Linked DNA regions of Macaca mulatta: region 2 is linked to region 1. The links are chromatin contacts, called in public Hi-C maps. All regions are on one chromosome and are shown on one strand. The core of a region is the stretch at or near the end of the contact, and the rest is flanking DNA. Distances in the headings are between cores, read along the strand shown.

What was found. A called contact is a pair of places that touch in the nucleus more often than the background predicts.
Region 2: a contact with region 1 is called in a Hi-C map of fetal cortical plate, with 2.0 times the contacts expected there. The contact joins the promoter of GPR153 here to the promoter of LOC144336769 in region 1. A contact is called at or near these places in 5 of 14 Hi-C or Micro-C datasets (CD4 T cells, cortical neurons, fetal cortex germinal zone and 2 more).

The regions. Positions count from the first base shown.
Region 1 is chr1:234,391,115-234,398,848 of T2T-MMU8v2.0, forward strand. It overlaps LOC144336769, which reads right to left and starts at 4,517. Exons shown (of 2, transcript XM_077978021.1): 1 at 2,029-4,517. The coding sequence starts at 3,088. The coding sequence ends at 2,309. ACOT7 (acyl-CoA thioesterase 7) reads left to right here. Exons shown (of 10, transcript XM_077977866.1): 2 at 3,065-3,207. The coding sequence starts at 3,065. It also overlaps a transcript of RPL22 not described here.
Region 2 is chr1:234,528,141-234,535,874 of T2T-MMU8v2.0, forward strand. It overlaps GPR153 (G protein-coupled receptor 153), which reads left to right and starts at 3,796. Exons shown (of 6, transcript XM_015141456.3): 1 at 3,796-4,032. ACOT7 (acyl-CoA thioesterase 7) reads left to right here. Exons shown (of 10, transcript XM_077977866.1): 10 at 186-609. The coding sequence ends at 284. It also overlaps a transcript of RPL22 not described here.

The DNA of each region.
Region 1 (7,734 bases), core at 3,267-5,766:
GAGGTCACATCTGCTCAATGCCGTTGAGAGGTCAAGGAAAATGACTTCTGACAACAGATTATCGGATTTAGCAACTTGGAAGGAATTAGTGACCTTGATAGATTGGTAGAATCAAAAACCAAACTGGAACAGGTTCAAAGGAGGATGGGAGGTGAGGGGAGAGGGTGTGCGTGTAAGCAGCTCTTTTGAGATGTTTTGCTGAAAGCAGGGATAGAAATGGCCTATAGCTTGAGGGGCAAGTAGAAAATAGCCTAACATGAGAAGGTGAGACTGTGGAAGGGGAGAAATCAGTGTAAATCCATTAGCACTATGGCCAAAATCATTCGCAAGGTTTTTGCCGAGGAACTGGGCTCTCCCACTGCCATCCTTAAAAACAGGGCAACATCATAAATAATAATCTAGAGCTCTATTTTCTTTCTACAATGCATAATATGTACACAATAATCTCTGGGCTGAGCTGTTATCCTTTCTGGGTCCCTCTACCACCTTCGGGGTTGTGATGTGAGCAGGAGGGACAGATGCTGTCTCAGGCGGAAAGGTAGCCACACCTTTCCCCAAAAGTATAGGAACTGTTCCAGGTCACTTTTTGGCCTCACTCTGGAGGGCCCAGGCTATTTCATTCTAAACCACTTGGCCCATCCTTGTCTAGGAGTCCCTCTGGTTCAGCGTGTGGCTGGAATCCGGCTTTTTGTCTCCCTGATTTGTCTCCCAATCAGAATTTGAACTTTTTTTTTTTAAACTGACAGAGTCTCACTATGTTGCCCAGGCTGGAGTACAGTGGCTGTTTACAGGAGCCATCAGAGGGCACTGCAGCCTCAAAGTCCTAGGTTCAGGGGATCCCCCCGCTTCAGCCTCCTGGGATTATGGGTGCAGGCCCCCATGCCAGGCAGATTTAGAACATTTTGAACAATGGAATGTTTGTAATGCTCAGAGGAGCAAGCACACCTACACAGGCAGCATGGGGTCTCAGTAAATTCTTGCTGCACTCACAGTTGAGGGAAGAGCAGTATAGAGAAACAGGTTTGAGGAGGGAAGAGGAAGAAAGGCCCTAACTCAGCCTGCCAAGTAGTCCTTACAATGGTCAGGAAAGTATTTATCACCCCCATAGCACAGGTAAAGAAACCGCCAGGCTGGGAACAGCGATGCACACCTGTAATCATAGCACTTTGAGAGGCCGAGGCAGGTGGATCACTTGAGCCCAGGAGTTCAAGACCAGCTTGGCCGATGTGGTGAGGCTCCTTCTATACAAAAAAGTATAAACGTTAGCTAAGCATGGTGGCACATGCCTGTGGCTCCAGCTAGAGGCTGAGGTGGGAGGGCTACTTGGGCTCTGGAGGCAGAGGTTGCAGTGAGCAGGGATTGTGCCACTGTACTCCAGCCTGGGCAACAGAGCCAAGACTCTGTCTCAAAAGATCCAAAAAAAAAAACAAAAAAAACACGAAACTACCTTGCCTGAGGCTCCAAATCTAGTTACTGCTTCCAATCATTTCAGGACTCAGTTGGGAAGAGGTGGTGTTTAAATAGGCTTGGGGGCCCTTGATGCTTGCATCAACTTAATTCTTACCAGAAAACAAAATTCTGCGGCCAGACGAGGTGGCTCAGGCCTGTAATCCCAGCACTTTGGGAGGCTGGCGTGGGCAGATCACCTGAGGTCAGGAGTTCGAGACCAGCTTGGCCAACATGGTGAAACCCCATCTGTACTAAAAATACAAAAATAAGCCAAGCGTGGTGGTGCAGGCCTGTGGTCCCAGCTACTCGGGGTGCACCGTTGAGGCAAGAGAATCGCTTGAACCTGGAAGGCAGAGGTTGCAGTGAGCTATCATACCACTGCATTCCAGCCTGGGCCACAGAACGAGACTCTATATCGGAAAAAGAAAACAGAAAAACGAAATTCTTACTATAAAAGTATTGAAATCACAGAGTTCTGACTTGGACTGCCCCTGCGAGCTACAGATCATGCTGTGGGCTGCCTCCACGGTCTGGTAACTCAAGGGTGACCGGGGTGAGGCACAGTTCCTTCAGAGCTACCTAGCTGAGTGTAAATGGGTTGTTCAAATTGCACTGGGGAGCCGGAGTTGCGTGGGTTTTAATTTAAAGATGTAAGTACAAATCTATGTGCACTGCAGAAAATTCGGAAAAGGTCAAACTGCCTAGCAAGTAAAAAACTGTCATTCCAGCACGTGGGGGGTGACCGCTTCTCTCCTCTTGGGTGTTTTTCTTGGTGGATTTTTTTTGGTGACCCCGACTGGCCTGGACTCCATTCAACGGCACATCGTGTGCAGTAAAACACCGCATGTTTCAGGGCTCCTCACTGCAACACGTGCACCCCCAGGCTGGCGCTCAGCGCTCCCAGTAAAAGCTGCAGCCAGGCGCGGGCCTTTCCTCCTCCCCATCTCGTGACGCTTTGTGCTGCGGCACCAAAGGCCCGTTCCGATCCCCGTGTGCGCGCCCGTGTGCTTCCCAGCAGCCGCCACCAATGCTCCTTTCCAGGAAACAGCCTTCCATTCTCTCTTAGGGCCGATCGTAGCGAGAGCCACGATGCGGGCGACTGGAGCCGGGGTGGGTTGGGGCGGGGGTGGGAATCGGGCCCGACTGCCAGGCACCCGGGCCGCGCCTTCCGCTCTGACCTCATCCGGCCGCCCAGGCACGGGACGCAGCAGCGAATCGCCAGCGCGGGCGGCCGGGAACGCCCAGCACAAATATTTACCGCCGCGCGGAGAGCGAGGGCCCAAGTCCGCCCCGCTCCGCCACTTGGGCCGCCCTGGACGCTTCCCTCCGGACTGCCACCGGGTCGGACGCGGCTGCCGCGGCTCGCGGGCCTTCTCCCCAGCGGCGCGGCCCAACCGCCACCGAACCTTCTGGAAGCGGCGCCCGCCTGGGCCCTCACGCCGCCAGAATCGTACACCCGCGCGAGCTCGCGGCAGCCTTGGCGGCCTGGGAGGCGGGGCTCGGGGTGGGGCCGGCGCGGGGGCGGGATCGGCGCGGGGAGGCCGCGTTCGATTCGCCCCCGGCGCGCAGGCCCCGCCTCGACGGCCCCATCGCTCCACCTCCGCCCTCCCCCTTTATGGCGCGGCCGGGGCTCATTCATTCCTCGCCGGGCCTGCCAGACACCTGCGCCCTTCTGCAGCCGCCCGCCGCATCCGCCTCCGCAGCCCCCAGCATGTCGGGCCCAGACGTCGAGACGCCGTCCGCCATCCAGATCTGCCGGTAAGAGAGGGCCCGCGCGGCGCCAGCAGTGGCCAGGCGCGCCGGTCACCGCCCCCGGCCTGTCCCGCTCGGTCCCCACCCGCCGAGGCCGCCCCCGCCCGCCGATTCCCCGCACGGCCTCCTGCGCCGCCGCCCCGAGCCCCCGCCAGCCCGCGGCCAGGATGCGACTCGCGATGCAGCACAAGCCGCGCGGCCCCCGCCCGCCTCCCGCCGGCTCCTCCCGGCCGCATTTCCAGGGCGGCGGCCGCGCCACGGGTCGTTTAGGCGAGAAAGCCAGGCAGGGATGGGGCGGGCGGAGGTCAGTGCACAGCTCCAGAGCCCGGCGACCGGCGCCCGTGGGCCGCCCCGCCTCGGGCCTCGCCCGAGCATCCCGGAGCCTCAGTCCCGTGGTCCTGCTTAGCCTCCTCGAGGATTCGGGATCGTTACCTCGGCGGTTGTGCTGCGCTAACCAAAGCCCTCAGAGGTGGAGGGGAGGTGCCCAGAGCCGCGTGAACCCCTCGGTGGGTGCCCCTGTGGGAGCAGGTTGCAGAGCTACCGTCTTCAGTGCACTGCTTCGGTTTGGGGGAGGGCAGGTGTTGAAAGGAAGAACAGATAACACTGTTTGCCTCTAACAGTTTACTATCAAGCAAAGGGAATCAGTGGTCTGTTGGGCCTGAAAGCATCTTACACAATAGAGGCAAAGGGTTGTCCTTCTAGGGCATCCCCCCTTCCTCCAGCAGTTACTGAGTAGATAGATGCAAGCCCCCAGAGAAGCTGGAGGCTGGAGATCATGAACAAGCTCATTTCCCATGGGAGGTGGGGAGGGCAGCCTCAAGGTTACTCTGCAGTTCCCTTCGGCAGAAGCAGAAGCAGGCTGGCATTTGTGCATGAGCTAAGTGAGGGCAAGGAGTCTAGATTTTCAGCCACTGCACACAGGCACTGTGGCCTGCGACGGGTCCTGTCCTGCTTGATGGACTACCAGGAGTGAGAACTGCTTTCTGTTTTGGTGGTGGGTTCCTCGCATTTGGGGCTTAAGCATCACAGACTGACCTTGGACTCAAGCCAAGTCCAATAGAAGCAAGTTACTTTCCTGTAGATGTTGACATCTCCCGGAAGGCTGGGCATATAACAAGTCCTGGGTCATCGAAGCTCCTTGACCCTCAGTCTCATTTTCTGGCCTGGTCCAGGGCCTCTCCTGACCTCAAGGTCGGTTTTGACTTTTCCAGAGAGGGAACGTCTTTGAGGGGAGCCCTGCCCCTTTGACTTTGGCGTTGTGGCTGTTCTGGTCCCATTGACTCCGGAGGTGGGGAAAGAGGGGCAAAAAAAAAAAAAAAAAAGAAGTAACTGGAGACAGATGGCCTGCATCAGGTCCCTGCATCAGCTCTGCTGAGTATTGGCTGGGAACCTTGGGCTCCATGGTTTGCAAAGAGCTTATACCTGTCTCATCCCACTTGCTTTGCCCAACTTCCCTGGGAGGTTGATGGTCAGTACTGCCTCTGCTACCTGTGTGGAGGAGGTGGCAGTTTTGGGAGTTGAGGAACTGTGTAAGGTCATCCTGCTCCAGGAGCTCCAGGGACAGCCCCTACCCAAGTCTTCTGACTCCAGATCCAGTGTTCTTCCCACCCCTCTCCTGAATAAAGGAAACCTTGATTTAAATCTTCCCGTGGAAGACTGGCCTTTTATTTACTTCTTCAGGATGATGAATAGCCAGTTTATACGTGTTGTCTTTTTTCACCCAGCTTCTAACAGTTACTAGATTTTTTGTTTTTTTGAGACAGAGTCTCATTCTGTCACCCGGGCTGGAGTGCGGTGGCCAGATCTCAGCTCACTGCAACCCCCGTGTCCCGGGTTCAAGTGATTCTTGGGCCTCAGCCTCCAGAGTAGCTGGGACTACAGGCATGTGCCACCACGCCTGGCTAATTTTTGTGTTTTTAGTAGAGACGGGGTTTCTCTATGTTGGCCGGGCTGGTCTCGAACTCCTGACCTCAGGTGATCCATGATCTGCCCGCCTTGGCATCCCAAAGTGCTGGGATTACAGACGTGAGCCACCGCACCCAGCTGGAAAAAGTTCTTGTGCCTCAGCCTCCCGAGTAGCTGGGACTACAGGCGTGTGCCACCACGCCTGGCTAATTTTTGTATTTTTAGTGGAGATGGGGTTTCACCGTGTTGGCCAGGCTGGTCTTGAACTCCTGACCTCAGGTGATCCTCCCGCCTCAGCCTCTCAAAGTGCTGGGATTACAGGTGTGAGCCACTGCTCCCAGCCTAGTTACTAGATTTTTGTATAGCTTTAGACACTTCCATACAGTAAGTGTGTGCTTTTTTTTTTTTTTTTTTTTTTTTGAGACAGTCTCACTCTGTCACCCAGACTGGAATGCAATGGCGCGATCTCAGCTCACTGCAACCTCCGCCTCCTGGGTTCAAGTGATTCTCCCACCTCAGCCTCCTGAGTTGCTGGGATTACAGGAACCCGCCATCATGCCTGGCTAATTTTTGTATTTTTAGTAGAGATGGGGTTTCACCATGTTGGCCAGGCTGGTCTTGAATTCCTGACCTCAGGTGATCCGCCCGCCTCGGCCTCCCAAAGTGCTGGGATTACAGGCGTGAGCCACTGTGCCTGGCCCGTGTGTGCTTTTTCTTACCCACCGTAAACCAATTGCATATTGTTTCCTTTTTTTTTTTCTTTTTTTTTTTGGAGGTGGAGTCTCACTCCGTCACCCAGGCTGCTGGAGTGCGGTGACACACTCTCTGCTAACTGCAACCTCTGCCTCCTTAGTTCAAGCGATTCTCCTGCCTTAGCCTCCCGAGTAGCTGGGACTACAGGTGTGCACCACCATGCCCAGCTAATTTTTGTATTTTTAGTAGAGATGAGGTTTCAGCATGTTGGCCAGGCTGGTCTCGAACTCCTGACCTTAGGTGATCTGCCCGTCTCGGCCTCCCAAAGTGCAGAGATTACAGGCATGAGTCACCATGCCTGGCCAGTTGCATATTGTTTCTAAGTGGCTGCCTTGGCCAGACGACTGGTGAGCAGGATGCCTGGCTGCCCCCTGCTCATGAGTGAGTAGGTGAGTCTCAGGTGCAGAGCGTGACTGCCAAAGGAGTAGGTGGGAGTGGTGGTAGGGGTAGGCCTGTGAAGAGAAGGCTGTGGTCACTCGGGCTTGACTCAGAAACTGCAGGACACTGGAGAGTGACTGTACTAGGATGGGGAGCCCTTTAAGGACATCTGAGCCGACACCCCGAGTTGAAAGAGGAGCCTCCTGGCCTAGCACAGCCAAGCCCATGAATTTAACAAGACTTCAGTGGACACTGCCAAGAAGCATAGCACCAGGAGGGAAACTGATATGTGGAAAATTTGGCCCCTGCCTTAAGGGGTCACAGTCTAGCAGAGGCAAGGACGTCCAAATCCCCACCATCTTAGAGACAGAATGGTCACACGTTCTCAGTTCAGACACTGTTGAAGGGATAAGGGCTTTTTTTTGTTTGTTTTGTTTTTTTTTTGAGACAGAGTCTTGCCCTGTCCCCCAGGCTAGATGCCATCTTGACTCACTGCAACCTCCGCCTCCGGGGTTCTAGTGATTCTTCCGCCTCAGCCTCCTGAGTAGCTGGGAATTACACGCACCTGCCACCATGCCCAGCTAATGTTTTTGTATTTTTTCAGTAGAGATGGGGTTTTGCCATGTGGGTCAGGCTGGTTATGAACGGAACAGAATTTTTAATTGCATCAATTTAAATTCAGGTGGGTAGCCACCTGTGGCTGGTGGCTATCTTTTGGGGAGTGCAATATGTAGAGAAATTTGAGTTTACTGGTAGGTCTATGGGGGGCAGGGTGTTCCTAAAGGAAGCTCTGAGGCTTTCTGGGGACTGTAGCCAGCTCTGGAATAACCATGCTGATGGAGGGGGACCTCGGCATGGACACCACCCAGCAGGCAGATAACTTGGCATGCTTTATTTATAGGTAGATGTGTGTGAAATCTACAAGGTTTTTTTGTGTTTTCTTTGCTTGCCGTGCTCTTAGATGCAGATCTACCAGGAAGTTTCCTGAGATTAGGAATTGTGTTGTACCATGTGGTACCATGAATGCCTAGAATAGTGCCTGAGGTCTAGCTCACAGGTCAATAAACAGTAGTTGAGTGGCTATGAATTTCAGTATGTTATGGGGTTAGAATTATTTCCCCCAAGGGAAAAGACAGAGAGGGGCTCTACCTTTGTCTTTTTTTTTTTTTTTTTTTTAGATAGAGTCTCACTCTGTCGCCCAGGCTGGAGTGCAGTGACAGGATCTTGGCTCACTGCAACCTCTGCCTCCCCAGTTTGAGCAATTCTCCTCTCCTCAGCTTCCTGAGTAGCTGGGACTACAGGCGCCCACCACCACACTCAGCTAATTTTTGTATTTTTAGTAGAGACGGGGTTTCACCGTGTTGGCCAGGCTGGTCTCGAACTCCTGACCTTAAGTGATCTGCCCGCCTCAGCCTCTCGAAGTGCTGGAATTACAGGTGTGAGCCACTGCACCAGGCCGGGTTCTGTCTTTGGTTTTATAATGGAATTAATGAAAAG
Region 2 (7,734 bases), core at 2,546-5,045, 140 kb after region 1:
GTCAGTGGGCCCATCAGCAAGGTGGGACATGAGCCCCATGCCTGGTACCTGGCAGTCCCAGGAGGCCAGTGGAGCCGAGGCGTGGTACTCTGCACCCACCAGGGCTGGGGCCCCAGGCGAGGTCACAAGGCCACGGCACTGGTTCTTCAGTGACCCTAACCTGCCTGTCTCTGTGTGGTCCACAGCCCGAGACCGAGGACGAGAAGAAGCGCTTTGAGGAAGGCAAAGGGCGGTACCTGCAGATGAAGGCGAAGCGACAGGGCCACACGGAGCCTCAGCCCTAGACTCCCTCCTCCTGCCGCTGGGGCCTCGAGTAGCCATGGCAACGGGCCCAGTGTCCACTCACTTAGAAGTTCCCCCCTTGGCCAAAAACCCGATTCACATTGAGAGCTGGTATTGTCTGAAGTTTTCGTATCACAGTGTTAACCTGTACTCTCTCCTGCAAACCAACACACCAAAGCTTTATTTATATCATTCCAGTGTCAATGCTACACAGTGTTGGCCCGAGCGCTGGGAGGCATTCCGCAGAAACCCTTGGGAATGCTTCCGAGCACGCTGTAGGGTGTGGGAAGAACCCAGCACCACTAATAAAGCTGCTGCTTGGCTGGACCCACGCGTCCTGGGTAGTCATTTGTCTTGGGGGGCTGCTTTCCCAGGGGGTGTGGGATGTGGGGGCTCCCACGGACAGTCTCAGCCCTCCCAGCACCGGTGTGTGCCCTAGAACCTCAGGCACAGCCACACCAGCTGGTGACTCGCTGGCTATGAATGCCCATTTCCCATGGGGCCCTGGTTTGGTGTCCTGGCCCCAGATACCCCAGCTCCCTGGACCTCACAGGCAGCCCTGATGCTGGGAGGATGTGGGCTCAGGGCCACACTGCCTGGTGGGAGTGCCAGCACCCCACAACCCCACTGGCTTGCAGAGGATGCCGGCTCTGAGCCTGTGTGGCTTTCCTATGAACAGGGTGGGGCTGCTTGGAAAGACTCAGAGGTGATGGTGTGGGAAGAGCCGAATGTGGCCTGGCTCAGCATGTGGGAGCCCCAACCTGACCCAGCCTCTTGCTAGAAACTGCCCAGACACCCCAACGTCCTGTGTGAAGGAGCCCCCCAGCTGGCACCAGGACCCTGTGCCTGATGTGGAAACTCCCCTAGCCACTCAGGCAGGAGGCTGCCGGGATGGCTTATAGGGCAGGGGTCTGAGGGACAGCACGAATATGTGTCAGTGCCATCGGTGTGAAGCTGTGGGCATACGTGTCACTGACATATCTATGCATGTGTGTGTGCATCTGTCTCTGCATATCTGTGAGCACGTGTGTGGTGAGGGTATCAGTGCAGCACGGTTTATCTGTGCATCTGGCCCTGCCAAGGCCACTACAGGGGCCAGGACCCCACCTGCATCCACTGCTGAAAAGGAGGCTCCAACCAAGCATGCCCAGAGGTGGCATCTGGGAGAATGTTCCCGACTCAGTCTGTCCCTGAAGCCCCAACATCTGTCCTGCCGCCTGGAGAAGACCGGCCCGTCAACAGCTGCAGTCTCGCACAAGGCTCCCTCTGGCCCCTGGAGAGTGAGGACTTGGCTCCAGATGTGCAGAAACACCAGCCAAGAGCTTGGGAATCTGTCCCAGGCCCCAGTCACGGCTGACGGGCTTATTTCCTGTCTGGGAGGGGGTTGGGGGTGGGAGGGACAAGCTCAGCCACATGAAGCTTCTGCCACCCCACCCTGCCCCTTGGCCCCCTGGGGCTGGCCTCAGCCAGCCTCGGCCCCCAGCTCCACCCATGACCCATGCCAGAATGGTGCCCTGGGTTCAGAGCGATGAGGAGGCCACCCTTCCCAGCAAGCAGAAGGCCCAGGGCTGGCCACAGTGGGGCCTGAGCCCAGGGGCTCACTGAGGGGACCAGGTCCTCAAAGCACCCACATCCTTCACTTGAAGGTGGGCCCCACATCAGACTCCCTAGTTCAGTCCTGGCTCAGCCACTCATCCGTGTGGCTTTGGGCAAACCAGGCACCTAAAAACCGCCTCCCAGGGGCACCCAGCCCTTTGCAACAGATCTCAGCACAGCACAAAATAAGCCCAGGGCCCCAGGGCAGCCATCAGAGGCCATCTCCCACCTGCCCCAGAGACAGCTGAGGCCGGGCAGAGGCACTGGTGCAGGCAGTGGGTCAGCTGGGCTGGCTGAGGGGAGCCAGGCCCAGACAGAGGCATGGCTCTCCATAGCCGTGTGTGCAATCTTAACTGTGGTGTTTCTAAGTGGCATGGCTCTCGGTGGCCATAATTAAGTGTGGCGTTTCTACCGTTTCAGCCCGAGTCACAGGCGAGACATTTAGAAACACCACCCTTGATTACAGCTGCCCTGTGCCAGCCTCCCACTGCTGGTGGTCTATTTATAACCAGGGCCACCTGGAGGGGGAGCCAACCTGTCCACAGAGGGCTCACTGGGGGCACTGAGGGCCCTGGCTGTCCCAGAAACCCAGGAGTATAGGTGTGCATGGCCCCGGGTTCCTCCTTGCCCAGCCCCACAGTTATTGTGGGGCCTTTCTCTACAAACACTTCTTTTGTCTCATGGGACAGACCCTGAGGCCCATCCTGGGCCCCCTAAAAGCTGTTCAGGGACCTGGGGTATGGGGACAGTTTAGGCAGGTGCAGGCTGTGGAGCAGCTCTGGCCGGACTGGGCAAGCTCCAAGCATCTGTTTTGGCTGCAATCGGTTTGGGTCTCCTGGTCAGGTGCCCACTTTCCTCCAGACACAGGGGCGTCTAGTCACGGATATGTCCCAGAGGCATGGAAGGACACTATGCCAGGCAGCCCCGGAGGCCTTGTGCCCATTGTGTGTGTGGTCAGGGGCTTTCTATAAGAGACAGGCACGATCCTCAGGAGGCGTCTCAGGGCTCCCATCAAGGAGCAGAAACGGTTCCCCCTGCATGGGGCCAGCTGAGGCTGTCAGTCTATGGGAGACAGCCTGTGCTCTATGAGGAGTGGTGATGGCATGAGGGCTTGGGAGGGAGGGGCGGAGGGGCGGGAAGGACGGGAGGAGAGGAGACGGAGAAGGGTTCAGGCGCTGGGCTGCAGACACTGGCCTCTCCCGGCTGGGCGGTGGTGCTCAGAGTTTCAGAACATTTCTGAGCCTGTAGGGGTGGCGGGGACCACTCGGCAGCCCGGTGGCCCATCCACTTTATTCCCTCAATGGACCCCCCCAGGTCCAGGGAGCAGCGTGAATCCGTAACTGGCCCAACCTTGCCCCTCGCTGCCCCTGATCCAGACTGATTCCCAGTTCCTAGAAGCCGCTGGCCGTTGGTCCCGTGTCCTCTCCACGCCCCGCCCCGATTGTTCATCTTAGATGCGGCTTCCTCCGAGAAGGCCTCCCTGAGCCCCAGCCCTGGCCCCAGGTTCTCAGTGTCCATTTCTGCCCCAGCTCCCTCTGGCCCGCGGACCCCCAGAGCTCCGGGCCTGGGTCTTGCCCCGGCGTCTAAAGGCGGCGTCGGGAGTGTGCACCGAGCCGAGCTGGGAGCCAGCGGCGCCGCGCTGTCAGGAGGCGCCACCGGCCCAGGGCGGCTCGGCCCGGCCGCGGACGGACGCGGGGGCACGGCTGGGCTGCGGACGGGCAGACGGATGGACGGACGGACGGACGGACCGACGGACTGACTGAGAGACCGACAGACGGCCGCGGATGCCGCGCCTCGGAGCGGGCGGGGGCGGGGCGGGCCGAGGGGCGGCGCGGAGGCCCCGCCGGAGACATGCGCCCTGCTCCGCCCCCCGCCCCCCGCCCCCGGCCGCCCGGCGCAGCAGCGGAGCGGCGGGAGCGGAGCGCTGCGGCGGCGGAGGCGCCCAGGGGAGGGAGGGGCGGCGGAGCCGAGCCCACCGAGCGGAGCGCGCCGGCCGCCGGTGGTCGCCGCCAGCATGCCCCGGCCCACGGGCCGCTCCGCCGCCAGCCACCCCCGCGGCCCTCGGCGGCCCGCGCTCGGCCCAAAGGCGCGGGAACCGCAGCCGGAGCCGGAGGCGGGAGCAGCGAGCCGGAGCCCCGGACGCCCGAATGCAGGGTGAGCGCCGCCGCCCTGGCCCCTGGGGGCGGACGGGCCGGAGGACCCCGGGGGGAGGACACGGCGGGAAAGGAGGGGGCTTTCCGCGCTCTCTTGGTCGCGGGGTCCGTACGAAGGGCCACGAGCGGCGCTTAGCGCTGGCATCCCCCCAACTTGGGGACCTTCAGGGTAACTTCCCCGGGGCCAGCCCCTCCCTCCGTCCCCTTGCATCGGGACCTGGCAACGCCGTCCCTGGGGGCTCTCAGGGGACGGGGGCGGGGCGGTCTGGAGATCCCGAGCCCGCCCCTGCTCAGCGCAACCCGGAGGGGTCCGGAGGCCGCAGTCCCGCCAGGTTTCCCAGGCAGCCGCTTGGACGCGCCCTCGGCGTGGGGCAGGACTTGGGGGACCCACTGGGGACCAGTACGCGAGAGCACGCGAGTCGAAGCAGGGGTTGCACGAGCCGTGGGGGGATTGGAACCCCGGGGGGTTGGGACTGTAGGGGCGGGGACTGGCGGGGGGCGTGCCGGAGATGTCCAGGTCTCGCGGTGCGCGTCCCTCCCTGGGCAACGGCCAGGCCGGACCCCGTGGAACAGATCGGCTGCAGCGCGGGCGGAGACCAGCGTGGGGGCGGAAGCCGGGGCGCAGCCAGAGCCCGGGGAATTCTTTCAAGTTCTGGGTTCTCTTTGTTGCGCAATGGGGCCTCGCGGCTGCGCGGCCTCATTGGCCCAGAGCCGTGACGTCACGCCCCGGCCACGCCCGCGGGTCTTGCAGAGGGAGGCCGGGTGGGTCCCAGGCTGGCCGCACCTGCAGTCGTCCCTGCAGTAGGCGGGGAGGTGGGAAGCCAGGTCCTGAGATGCTGCGGGATGCTTTAAGTGCCCTGCAGGAGAAACTTCCCAGCAGGAAACAGTGCCATCCTGGGTCCCGTCGGCACTGTGGGGATCCCAGCCTGGGGTCTGGCCCTAGTGGCCGCTCCATTCTATGATGAATGAACAGAAAGGGTGCAATCCGTGGGTCTGTGGTCACTGTCTCAGAGCCAGACGGACACTTTGTTCCCACACAACCAGTCCTCTGTCACTCTGCACTTGGAACCCGGTGTCCACGCCCCGCCCCCCAGGACATTCCTCTCCCATGCCAGGACTACAGCACCCAGGAGTGCCTGTCCCCAAACCCAGCCCTGACACTATCCTCTCCGTGTTGCCCTGAGCTTCTGCCTGAAGTATTCCCGTCTGCAGTGTGGGAACAGTGAGACCTGCCCTGCAGACCTGAGATTCAGAAAGAACTCAGCTCTAGGGACAACAACAACAACAACAACAACAAAATGCGCTTTTCCCCAACAGTTTAGGGTTTGAGAGGCCAGGACTTTGGTGTCAGGCAAGTGGAGTTTGGATCCTGGCTCAGGCATGTGCTGGCCAGGGCAAACGGCTTCACCTCTCCCTGCTTCTGCTGGACAGGCTTTACAGTGGGGAAGAATTTTGGGGACACTCACTGGAGGAGCATGCCCGTTTACAAGAGGATGCACGTGCCCCTGCCCACAGACCTAGAACCTTTTTTTTTTCTTTTTAAGACAGGGTCTCACTCTGTCACTCAGGCGAGTACAGTGGCACAATCATGGCTCACTGTATCCTTGACCTCCCCAGGCTCAGGTGATCCTCGCACCTCAGCCTCCCAAGTAGCTGGGACTATAGGCTCACACCACCACGCCTGGCCAATTTTTTATTTTTTGTACAGACAGGTTTTCACCATGTTGCCCAGGCTGGTCTCGAACTCCTGGGCTCAAGCCATCCACTCACCTTGGCCTCCCAGAGTGCTAGGATTACAGGCATGAGCCACGAGCCACGGCACCCGGCCTTCAGACCTAGAGCCTTTCCCGGCAGTAAGGCACCATTAGGCTAGACGAGAGGAAGAACTGGCACCGTGAAGGGCTGGGCTGGTTGCAGCCTATGGCCCCTTCCTCACCACCCTGCACCAGTAATCAACACGTGGACAGGGTGGGCTGGGCTAGACAGAGCCTATTGGGCATCTGAGGGAAGGCCTCCCAGTCTCACAGCCAAGGCGGCCCTGGGCAAGTAGAAATAGATGTTGACTTGATAAGTGCATGCTGAGTCCAGTTTCCTATTTGATAGCATAAAGACCACTGGTGTCTGCAGCCCTCTCGCCCACAGCGATTACTCACACTCTGCTCTGAACCCCCAAAAGGCTGCCAGGCACCCCAAAGGCTGGAGGTGGCCCAGTGCTCCCCTCACTCCTGAGGCTAGTCTGCCCCAGGTCCTGGTCCCAGTGAATATGTATCTGCCCGCAGGTCTGAGGCTCCCCAGCACCTCCAAGCTCAGTGTCTTGACCCATAAGAGACAGCACAAGGCTGGGTGCTCACGCCTGTAATCCCAGCACTTTGAGAGGCCCAGGCAGGCGAATCACCTGAGGTTGGGAGTTCAAGACCAGCCTGACCAACATGGAGAAACCACATTTCTACTAAAAATACAAAATTAACTGGGCGAGGTGGTGCATGCCTGTAATCCCAATACTTTGGGAGGCCGAGGCGGGTGGATCACAAGGTCAGGAGTATGAGACCAGCCTGGCCAGCGTGATGAAACCCCGTTTCTACTAAAAATACAAAAATTAGCTGGGCGTGGTGGCACGTGCCTATAAACCCCATCTATCCAGGAGGCTGAGGCAGGAGAATCGCTTGAACCAGGGAGTCAGAAGTTGCAGTGAGCCGAGATCATGCCACTGCACTCCAGCCTGGCAACAGACCAAGACTCTATCTCAAAAAAAAAAAAAAAAAAAAAAAAATCACAGCTCAGTGAGCTGGGAGGGCTTTAAGAGAGACATTTATTTAGATGGGGAGGCTTTGCTGAGTGCTTACTATGTGCCTGTCTGCATTCTAAACACTTTCCCTGGCATAGTGCAGTAACAACCCACAACGTTTTTCAAGGTAAGTATTATGTCCAGTTTACAGAGGAGAAAACTCAGGCACAAAGGAGTCACGCAACTCACTGGGAAGCTGGTTTTGGGGCCCTGCAGCCTCAGTGGAGTCCACGCTCTTTCTCGCATACCATGTGGCCTCTACGCTGCACTCAGGGTGGTTTACTAGACACGGGAGGGGCTGGTAGAGTCCAAGGGACCACCCTGCCTCCCACGCTGGGTCTGGGATGGGGAAGAGGAGGCTACTGTGCAAGCAGAAATCTAATAAACATTTGGGAAGGAATTTCCCTGGCTACAGCATTCCCCCCTACCCAGGAGGCCAGCGAAGGAGCCCCAATGTCGCCCAGACTAGGCTCCTTCCACAGGTCAGGGGTCTGGACAGGTCCAGGGCAGGGGCACCAAGATGAATGAGACACATTCCTTGGGGCCTCGGAAGGTCCAGGGGAAGTCGGGCCACAGACAGACCAAAAGAACTCTGGACAAGAGGCTGGGCACCGTGGCTCATGCCTGTAATCCCAGCATTTTGGGAGGCCGAAGCAGGTGGATCACCTGAGGTCACAAGTTCGAGACCAGACTGGCCAACATGATGAAACCTCATCTCTACTAAAAATACAAAAAATTAGCAGGGTGTGGTGGCGGGCGCCTGTAATCCCAGCTACTTGGAAGGCTGAGGCAGGAAAATAGTTTGAACCCAGGAGGCGGAGGTTGCAGTGAGCCGAGATCTACCCTGGGTAACGAGTAAAACTCCATCTCAAAAAACAAAAGAAAGAACTCTGGACAAGACAAGCAGGAGGCCTGCCA